Linked DNA regions of Mus musculus: region 2 is linked to region 1. A link is a contact called in public Hi-C data. All regions are on one chromosome and are shown on one strand. The core of a region is the stretch at or near the end of the contact, and the rest is flanking DNA. Distances in the headings are between cores, read along the strand shown. Region 1 has its middle 90 kb from the start of Gm31058. Region 2 overlaps Tph2 (tryptophan hydroxylase 2).

Region 1 (4,505 bases), core at 883-3,382:
TTATCTCAAACAGTCAGTAACCAATCTGAAAGGAAATTCAGTGGAAATAGCTTTAATTGAATAACAAATGGAGCAGGGCAGATTTCCAGGTATAGTAATATTACTGAAAATTAAATTGTAGTGAGATATTAAAATAATCTATGAGAGTTAGATCGTGACCAAAAAGAAATGTTTACCTTTAATAAACCATAGAGACAGATGAAGTAGTAGAATATGGAGAAATGACTTATTTAGTTTCTGAGGCTTCTATGTGTTTATCAGTTATAAATGCTATAATGTTACAAGTGTTATAACATAAGAAATCCTTAAATGGTGCTTTAATGGCTCTTAAATCCTAGGCAGGAAGGGAGGGTACTCAGATGCCAGCAGAAGCAGGCACGGGTGCTGTAGCTCTTTGTGGTAGAGCAAATAAGACATGTTTAAGTTAGCATTCTACCAGTAAACAATCAATGTAAGTTACTCTCTCTCAATGATTCGCCCTAAAAACACAATCACAGGAGACAAAAGGGCTGTATATCCAGATGTAGGAATGAGTCTAATGAATAAATTACCTGTTACCTTTGTCTACGAGTGACCCACTCTCATTTTTTAAATGAAGATGTTTTCTATGAACAATGATATTTTAATGGCTAGTATATTAAAGTATTTTTATTTTGTTTTGGGTTAAAACAGGTGTAATTAATTTATGATCATTTCAATTATCCTGCACTAATTGATCCATTTGACTGTATTATCAGCGAAGCATGGAGCAGGAAAGCTGTTCTTTTGTGAAAGCTCACGTAGCCAGTGTGGGCTCATTAGGAAAATTCTGAAAGTCACCATTTTCTGGACCATAGTCTGCCTCTTTCGAGGAGAGCCAACTCTCTCCCTTTTCTCAGCCATCTCAGCACTCTCATGAGGCTGCTTTTCTATAATGTAGCACAGGCTACTTCTAAGATGACAGGATGGAAAGTCGCTAGGGGACATGGACTGAAAGGCCCTTCAGTCCTTTAGCATGTGAAATAAAGAGACCGGTGACCCTAGGGATAAAGACAGGACTCTCCAGCATAAACACCACTGCAGATGTCCTGCTTAAGGGGAGGAGGGAGGTATTGTACTAATTCAGAAACTTGCCTGGCTGTGTGCCTCAGCAAGGCACTTTAAAAAGAAACAGCAGGAAAAGACCTTAACAGTTATTTCCAGAATGTCCATCTAGACTGTTGTTGACTTTCTTTTTCCTTTTGTTTTTGAAACCGTCGGTGTTGTTCATGTTTATTATTTTCTCTTTCTATAAAATGATGTCAAACTGAGAACTTACTCACATTAATAGATGCCAGTGTCCTCAGGTTATCTTCCTGTGGGGGCATTCAGAGCCTGGCTGTCTTCCTCCATCCCTTCTGCCTCTCAGTTCCTATACATAAGCTGTGTGCATCAGCAGTAGCTCTGTTCATATATCACACACCTGTTGTTAATTTGTGAACCCATTAAATATCTCCCTCAAATGTTCTATCAATTTTTCCCATTCTGTTATTTATTTATAATTGCATGATCCTTGTCTTACACGCGTTCTCACGACCGGCCAGGAAAGACACAACAAACCAGAATCTTCTGCGGCAAAACTTTATTGTTTACATCTTTAGGAGCAAGAGTGCAAAACTCAAACCCCCCTTTGCTTACATCTTTAGGAGCCAGAGCGCCAGAGCGCCAGAGCGCGCTCTATTGTTTACATCTTTAGGAGCCAGAGCGCCAGAGCGCCAGAGCGAGAGCTCTATTGTTTACATCTTTTGGAGCAAGAGAGCAAGCCCCCAAAGCCCCAAAAATGAAAGCGAAACCCCTTCCCTCTTAAGGAGAGTTATCCTTCGCCTAGGACGTATCACTCCCTGATTGGCTGCAGCCCATGGCCGAGTTGTTGCCACGGGGAAGGCAGAGTACATGGGGTGGAGAAATACCCTTAGCACATGCGCAGATTATTTGTTTACCACTTAGAACACAGCTGTCAGCGCCATCTTGTGACGGCGAATGTGGGGGCGGCTTCCCACACCTTGTACTCAAAAGAGTATTTACAGTTATTTCCGTCTAGCTCCTTGAAGAAAGCAAGGCCCAAAGGTTCAGGCAGTGTAAAGATAGCTGATTGTAGGCAGCCTGCCTCCAGATCCTACATTTTCTTGGTTCAAAACCAGGTTTGTTCTCATCTCTCCACACCTCAGTCCTGCAGTTGTGAGGTGAAAGTAAATACAGAGGCTTAACCTCATTATTTAAAATGAGCACACCGGTGATGGTACTGAGAACAGTGTATCCTCTTGGTTGACAGAGGAAGACACAGCTGCCAGAATTTTTGCCAGTTTTCCTTGGGCCGCTTCCCTGTGTGAAACATCCATAGGGAATCTTCTCTGGCTGAGAGTCTCCCCAGCACAACCATTTGGCAAGGACAGTTTGCAAAACAGAACTGTTTCTCTTAGGAGGACTCAACATTATTTAGGCTCCTAGTGGCCAAATTAGGAAGCAGTGTATTTAGGCTCTGAATTCTCCCTGTCTTTACTCAGATCACCCAAACTGGAGTATTCTCCATGTAGGCAAAACTATGAAGCAGGCAGGAGTTTCAAGTCCTAAAATTGTTGTCATAAAATCAGTGTCAAACCATGTCAAATAATCATCGTTTCTACGGAATACCAATAAAAAATACAGCATTTCCAGTTCCATATATCTACTGCCCAGGGCGGGAGCACCCTTTTGGAGATGAAGGGGAAGGAGGATGGAGGAAAGAACTCTGGGAGCAGGAACTGGGAGGAGGGGGCAACATTTGTAATAAATTAATAATAATAATAATAATAAAGATAAAAGACAGCATTTATTGAGTACTTGCTCCATGGCTGTGGGTTTTGTTATGTGCATTGTAAGAAGTTATTTCCTGGAATACTTCCAGGCAAGATTCTTCTTAGAACCACTTGGCAGAAAGTGAAAAAAAAAAAAAAAAAAGGCTGAGAAGTAAGAAGCTCTCTGCTCTTCAGTCTCCCTTGCCACATCCCTCCTGAATATCCCTCGAGCTAATCCCTGACCTTAGGCTGATTCTTTGAGCACCACAGCCATTGTGAGTTTAGCTTTGCACCTGTTTCTGTCTGTCTTTTTGTTGTCCCAACAAGGATTCAGTGTTTCCAAAGTCTGTCCTTGCACTTGCTATAATGCCAGGGATGGGCCTCCTCTCTCTCCTTCATGATTGCAAGGTTGTATGGGGCCACCGCAGTTTCATGCAGACTGGGGATCAAGCCCCCAAGGCTGGTGCACTCTAGGCAAGTGCTCTTCCACCAAGTAAGATTTATCTTCAGCCTCTTTCTTCTTTTTCTCTTTGTGCTGGGGATTGAAGAGCTCAGCAAGCACTCTCTACAACTCTGCTGTCACCCCAGCCTACACCTGCTTTTTCTCCCTGCCAGAAATGCCTTCTCTGAGACTCCCCTCCTGTCTATATTCGATTCTTGCAAGTTCCTGACTGCAAAGCAACGTTGTCAACCAAATACCTTAATAAATAGTGCAATTTTTTTTAACTGTAACAAACATGGCCTGCAGTTCCCTTGCATAACATTTTATATTCTATACCTCTGACCAGATAGTGAGCCTGATGATGGTGTCCATGCTTTGCCTGGTACGACATCTTCAATGCATCCCTCCTAGATACTGTCAATTCCAAATAGATATTTACTAAATGCTTGGATATAAACGTAAGTTGCATAAATCATCTGTGCTGTTAAATGCTAGTCACTCTCTTCAAGGCACAGGAAGGACACGTGATATGGACGTTGGTGAGTGTCCCACCTTGGGCTATGGATCTTGACTAATTTGCAACTTAATTAACACATTTTTGCTTTCCCATGTTCAGTCTTCTCTTGCAATCTGAGAATCAACCTTTTAGGGCAGCAACTCCCAGGGAGTCCTCTCTTTCTTGAGGAGATAATTTAATGAAGGTAAATGATTAACAGAAATCATGTAATTGAGGGAGTAAATTTTCTTTTTTTCTTTTTTTCTTTTTTCTTTTCTTTCTTTTTTCTTTTTCTTTTTCTTTTTCTTTTTTTTTTTTTTACGGAGCTGAAAAAAATTGCATTTGACTTCCTTGAAATGAGCAGTCCATCTTACTGCATAGTTACCAGCATGACTTAATTTTTACTATGCTATATAGGGGATGAATAAAGAATTATTAAGATAGTGTTGTCTGTTTTAAAAGACATTTAAAAATGTGATGTAATAGAACTATTTACTTCATTTGGACTTTCTCTGTACAATCATGATTAGATTCAGTCTCAAAAGGGTGTTTATGAATTTAATAGATTTCCCCCAAATTTTGCCTTACTCCTTAAATGTTATATTATTTTTTTCTTTTGGGAATTTCTTTGCATTGCCTTTCTATTTGATTCTCTGAGCTATTTATTTCTCTGTGACTGTGAGAACATGTCCTTATATGGGGAACTGCACATAGACATTAAAGATAGTCTAGCCTGGGATATTGTTCCTCAGGTTCTGTCTACCTTACCTTTCTG
Region 2 (5,231 bases), core at 2,103-4,602, 900 kb before region 1:
TCCTAACTGGGGCTTGTCTGGACCCATTGCTTAGGTGGTACTGATGTGAAATAAATGCATGGTGTCTCCATTAGCTCTTGAGTGGGTGGAAGAGTCTAGAGGTATTTCTTTCTTTTCTTTTCCATTAAAAAAAACCCATTAAATTCTGATGTGGGAAAGGTAAATGCTAAATGATAATAAGCCAGGTCGCCTTCTTTGAAATGGAAAATTCTCTCAGATAAGCTGGAGATGCGGCAGTAAAACTGAAATGACCAGAGGGCTCTTAAAAAAAATCATGCATTTATTCCAAAAGCACACACACACACACACACACACACACACACACACACACACACACACAGAGCTGTGAGAAGCAGCAGTTATCTAAACACACAGGAAAATTCCCACTGACACAGGGTGCCAAAAAATGCCTATGTTGTCATATTCTTCAATGAAAGTTGTTTGTTTGTTTTTTGCTGATGCTTTTTTTCCTCTTTAAGTGTGCCTCTTATATTTGACGATCAATTTTCCACAAGGTTTGCTATAATGCTTCCTCAGAGCGTAGGACTTTGCATTTTAATTCATTCAATGAATGCTTGCAACTAAGACAATATTTGTCGTTTTCACAACTTGGGGTCATCCGTAGCTGACAGGATGGCACTGAAATCTGGGTCTTTTTCTCCTTTCCACTTGGGTTTCTCTGTTTTGTCTGGAGGAGGGCTACTGGCAAAAGAGAAGACTTCCTTCCCTTTCCTCCTCCTCCTTTTCTTCTTCCTCTTCTTCTTTTCTTCTTCTTCCTCCTTCCCTCCCTCCTCCCTGTCTCTCCCTTTCCTCCTCTCTGTAACTCTCTCCTCTCTCTCTCTGAGACAAAGTCTCACGTATTCTAGGATGGCCTTGAACTCACTATGTAGCTATGTAGCCAAGGCAGGCCTTGAACCTGTGACCCATCTGCCTCTACTCCCTCATCATTAGCACGACAGGTGTGCATTATCATGCCTGGTGTATGTGGAACCAGGGATCAAAATGCAGGGCTTTGTGAATGTTGGGCAAACACTCTACGCCGAGTTACTCCCACTCCCCAAACTGCAGGTTTTGTGGTTGTAGTTGGGCTTGGGATCTGGCCCATTTTAAAAACATCTATTTAGATATTTACATCCCAAATGCTGCCCCCTCCAAGTCCCCCCTCATAAGGGTTCTGCCCCCCTCCACTTCTGAGAGGGTGGTCTGCCCTTGAGTATCCTCGCACCCCAGTGCAAATCCCTGCAGAATGATCTGGCCATTTTGTAACTCACCTTCCTGTGATGTAACTGTGGGTCCTTGTACTCCCTTCTCCTGATACCTCACGTCTCAAGGTTCTGCAGGAAGAAATGTGTCACTCTTTCCAGTAACTTCTTTTCTTAAAGCTCATCTAGGAACCCACTAATTCTTCAAAGTCCAACAAGGGCTTCAAATTCTTCCAGCACCATAAATTTAAACTAGAGTGAGAAGCTTGGTGGTGGGGGGAGGAAATCACATCCAGGATGGTTTAAAATCATTATTGTTAGTTTTCTTTCCTGATCCATATTATTCCATCCTCGAGAACAGAGAAATCTCTTCCCCCAAATTTTAACTGAAGAGCAGTATAGTAGAATTTAACACACACACATACACATATACCCCACACTCCCCATACACACACGCACTTTTAGGTTTGATGCTGGAATCGAACCCATGCACTTGTGCATATTAGGCAAATGCTCTGTATCTGAGCCACATCCCCACGCCACCTCCCCAAATTACAAGTTTGGTCTAAATTGTGACTGGCTGGTGTGTTTTATTTAGAGATCTAGCAGATTTTACTTAGAGAGTTTTACTTGGGAGTCAGAATACTGGACCAAGTCTGATACTGCGTCTATTACTTCCACACTTTCATTTTATAGAGCTAAACCAACAGACTCGGAGCAAACCAACAAACCATGCAAAATTCCTTTCTTTCAACAAACCAGACTCCTGCAGGGAATTTCCCTCCTCAGGAACCTTTGCTGAGAAGATGGCAGCCCTGGGCAGCCATTGCTTTGTGTACGACTCTTAGGAGTAATTAAGAGTCCGAAGGGTTTAAAGAAATGACAACAGAAATGTGTGTGTGTGTGTGTGTGTGTGTGTGCGTGTGCGTGTGTGCGTGTGTGTGTGTGTGTGTGTCAGGGAGGAGGTGATATGGTGTTACCAGGGTAGGGAGACCTGTGTGGTTTAAATAACACAACCATTAGTCTCACCTTTGTTTCTAATATTTATTTTTACTGTGCTAATATTTCTATTCTAAAGTGTTCTGCTCCACTACCAGCCATCCTTCTTACTGCCAGCCCATTATCAATTGCGATTTAGTCAAGCTTAAGGAATTTTGGCTAAAGGCAGGAAAGCATGCCCTGTTTGAGAACTGAAGTCTTGATGATGCTAAAATTCAAACTAGCCAGGGGTGGGTGCTGGGGTAGGGGGTGGGATAAGGGTGGTGGTGGGAGCGTAAAGGTGTATGGGAGGGGGACTTGGGTGTCTCCTTCTCAACAACCTTGCAAAGCAATCTCCTGAAGAAAGCAGAAACAATTCAGCAAATACTCTGAAAGGGGTAGTGAGCCCCTTTGTGTGTCTCTATACTGATCAGATGACAGATTGCTGGTATTGGACCATCTTTCAGAAGCAGTCCTTCTTTCTGAGCCTTATCCTTTGGCTACGACAGGGACAACCAAGGGGCAGATACTTGTTGGATGTTCTTCCTGTCCCATCCTGGAGCACCCATCTTCTTTAGGCACCAAGCCTTGATCTGTTAGATCATAAAGAAAAAAAATGGTGGTGGTGGTGGAGACAGAATCCACAGTGGATTGCAGAGGATGGGCTTATAATGGCTCTCAAGGAGTTAGGGATAATAGCCCCTTATGCTTGTGGAACTATTTCAGCACTAGGCTGTTGCAAGAAATATTAAAAAACAGAACTGGCCCATTCCCATGGTTATGCCTCTAACTCTCTGCCCTGGCAGCCTGACTGGCCATGCATTGGCAGGCAATGGCTGACCTATTTTTATCTCGTGGAGACTGACTCAGAATTGCACAATCTCTCCACCCAGCTCACTAAGTTCTTACTGCAGGTCATTACCATGCCAGCCCTGTGCATCAAATCCCCCATGACCTTTGTGGTGCACATCTGGCAAACCCACACTTTGCCACCGTACCTTTCTCTCTAACTCTCTTCTGCTTCCTCTCTTCCTCTGTCCAACCCAGAAGTCCCGCCTACTCACCCAGCGACTGGCTCCTTTATTCATTAGGGGATTAATTTACAGGAAGCCACCATATCATGTGACTCATTCCTCATTCCAGACAACCTCTCCCGGGAGAGCAGAATTAACATAAAATGCAAGCAGCACAGAGCCATCCACAACACTAGGCTCTGTCTCGCCATCATGGTAGGTCACAATAACTCTGCACGTGGAAGCTCCATCACTAATAAGAAAAGGCGCTGCTGGATCTGAGGTTGGAAACTCAAGTTCGTTTCATGATTTAATAGTTCCAGAATTTCGGGTCCCAGTTTTCTGACACAAACCATGCAGTCAATAACTTCAATAAAGTCTGCTTCAGTGGCAGGTAGGAAAACAAACTTGTGTAAGAATGCTTTGTTAAGCCTGGCTAGGCTGCCAGTCAATGCTTTGAAGCTTGAGGTAAGTTCTACTGTCTAGTGATAACCCTGCGTTTGGAAGCACCTTGCTATTCAATTGCTGAATACCGTGCTTCTGTGCTTTTGGCATTTCTGGCTCTTCTTCTTGTGTGTTCTTCTTGTTCTCTTATGTTGGACGGGTTTAGGAGCCCTGTAACTAAGCTTGCTTAGAGCTGTGTAGAAGGTAAGACACCGAGGACTGGAATAAGTGAGTGAAGGAGTCTCCTATAAGCAAGGGACACAGAACTTAGCGCACGGAACTTAGATCACAGTTTCAGTCAGGCTCGTTCCAGCTTTCTGTCGTGAACTTCCTCTTGCCTGGGTAAGTGGATAATAGAATTCTAGATGTGAGAGAATGTGTATGATTATTAAGCAAAAATATACTCTACTACTATGAAAGAAAGGGTTTTTTTTTGTAGTTGTTTTTCTTTTTTCTTTTTTTTTTGTTTTTTGTTTTTTTGTTTTTTTGAAAGGTAACAGTACCCATGTCTCAAAGAGAATGCTCCCCGCTCCCCCAAGGCCTCCCCACTCCCTGGGGCCTCGAGTCTCTCCAGGGTTGGGTGCATCTTTTCCCACTGAGGTCAGACCAGGCATCCTCTGCTGTATATGTGTCTGGGGCCTCATATCGGCTGGTGTATGCTGTCTGGTTGGTGGCTCAGTATCCGAGAGAGATTTCAGGGGTTCAGTTTGGTTGAGACTCCTGGTCTTCCTATGGGGTTGCCCTCCTCTTCAGCTTCTTCCAGCCTTTCCCTAATTCAACCCCTGGGGACCCCAACTTCAGTCTAATGGTTGGGTGTTAAGCATCTGTGTCTGTCTCAGCGAGCTGATTGTTGGGCCTCTCAGAGGGCAGACATGCTAGGCTTCTGTCTGTAAGCACACCATAGCATCAGTAATAGTGTCAGGCCTTGGAGCCTTCCCATGAGATGGATCCTGATTTGGGTAGGTCACTGGACCGTCTTTCCCTCAGTCTCTTCTCCATTTTTGTCCCTGTAGTTCTTTTAGACAAGAACAATTCTGGGGCAGAGTTTTTGACTGTGGGGTGGCAACCCCATCCCTCCACTTGATGCCCTGACTTTCTACTGGGGGTCTCTCTCCTCACTATTGGGCATTTCATCTAAGATCTCTCCATTTGAGTCCTGAGAGTTTCTCATCTCCCAGGTCTCTGGTGCATTTTAGAGGCCCCCCCCCCCTCGAGGTTGCATATTTCCATTCTGCTGGCCCTCAGGGCTTCTGTCCTGTCTCTCTGTACCCCTCGCCCCATACCTGATCATGTTTTCCCTTTCCCTTTCACCTCCCCTCTCCCACCCAGGTCTCTCCCTCTGACTCCTGTGATTGTTTTCTTCTCCTTCCCAAGTGGGATTGGAGCACCCTCACTTGGGCCCCACAGAGAGACCTTTTCCTATCATCACATGAAACCATTCTGTATTATGTTGGCATGATTTCACATTGGTGGACTTGACTCTTCCTTTTTTTTTTTTCCTGGATATTTTCTTTATTTACATTTCAAGTGTTTTCCCCTTTCCAGGTCCCCTCTTCAGAAACCCCCTATTCCATCCCCTCTCTCCCTGCCTCTA

Evidence for each region. A called contact is a pair of places that touch in the nucleus more often than the background predicts.
Region 2: a contact with region 1 is called in a Hi-C map of the N1E-115 cell line, with 4 times the contacts expected there. The contact joins two enhancer-like sites. A contact is called at or near these places in 2 of 484 Hi-C or Micro-C datasets (the N1E-115 cell line and cortical neurons) and 1 of 9 other capture datasets (embryonic stem cells).

What each region holds. Positions count from the first base shown.
Region 1 is chr10:114,199,723-114,204,227 of GRCm38.p6, reverse strand. No RefSeq gene overlaps it. Among named protein-coding and RNA genes, the nearest start is that of Gm31058, 90 kb to the right of the region's middle. Within about 2 kb of position 2,132, at least 9 of the 459 cell types and tissues checked have an H3K27ac peak or open chromatin away from gene starts, as enhancers often do. A contact at or near this core is called in the N1E-115 cell line, where this site is marked.
Region 2 is chr10:115,098,177-115,103,407 of GRCm38.p6, reverse strand. All of the region lies in intron 8 of Tph2 (tryptophan hydroxylase 2), which reads left to right. Among named protein-coding and RNA genes, the nearest start is that of Tph2, 84 kb to the left of the region's middle. Within about 2 kb of position 3,352, at least 13 of the 459 cell types and tissues checked have an H3K27ac peak or open chromatin away from gene starts, as enhancers often do. A contact at or near this core is called in the N1E-115 cell line, where this site is marked.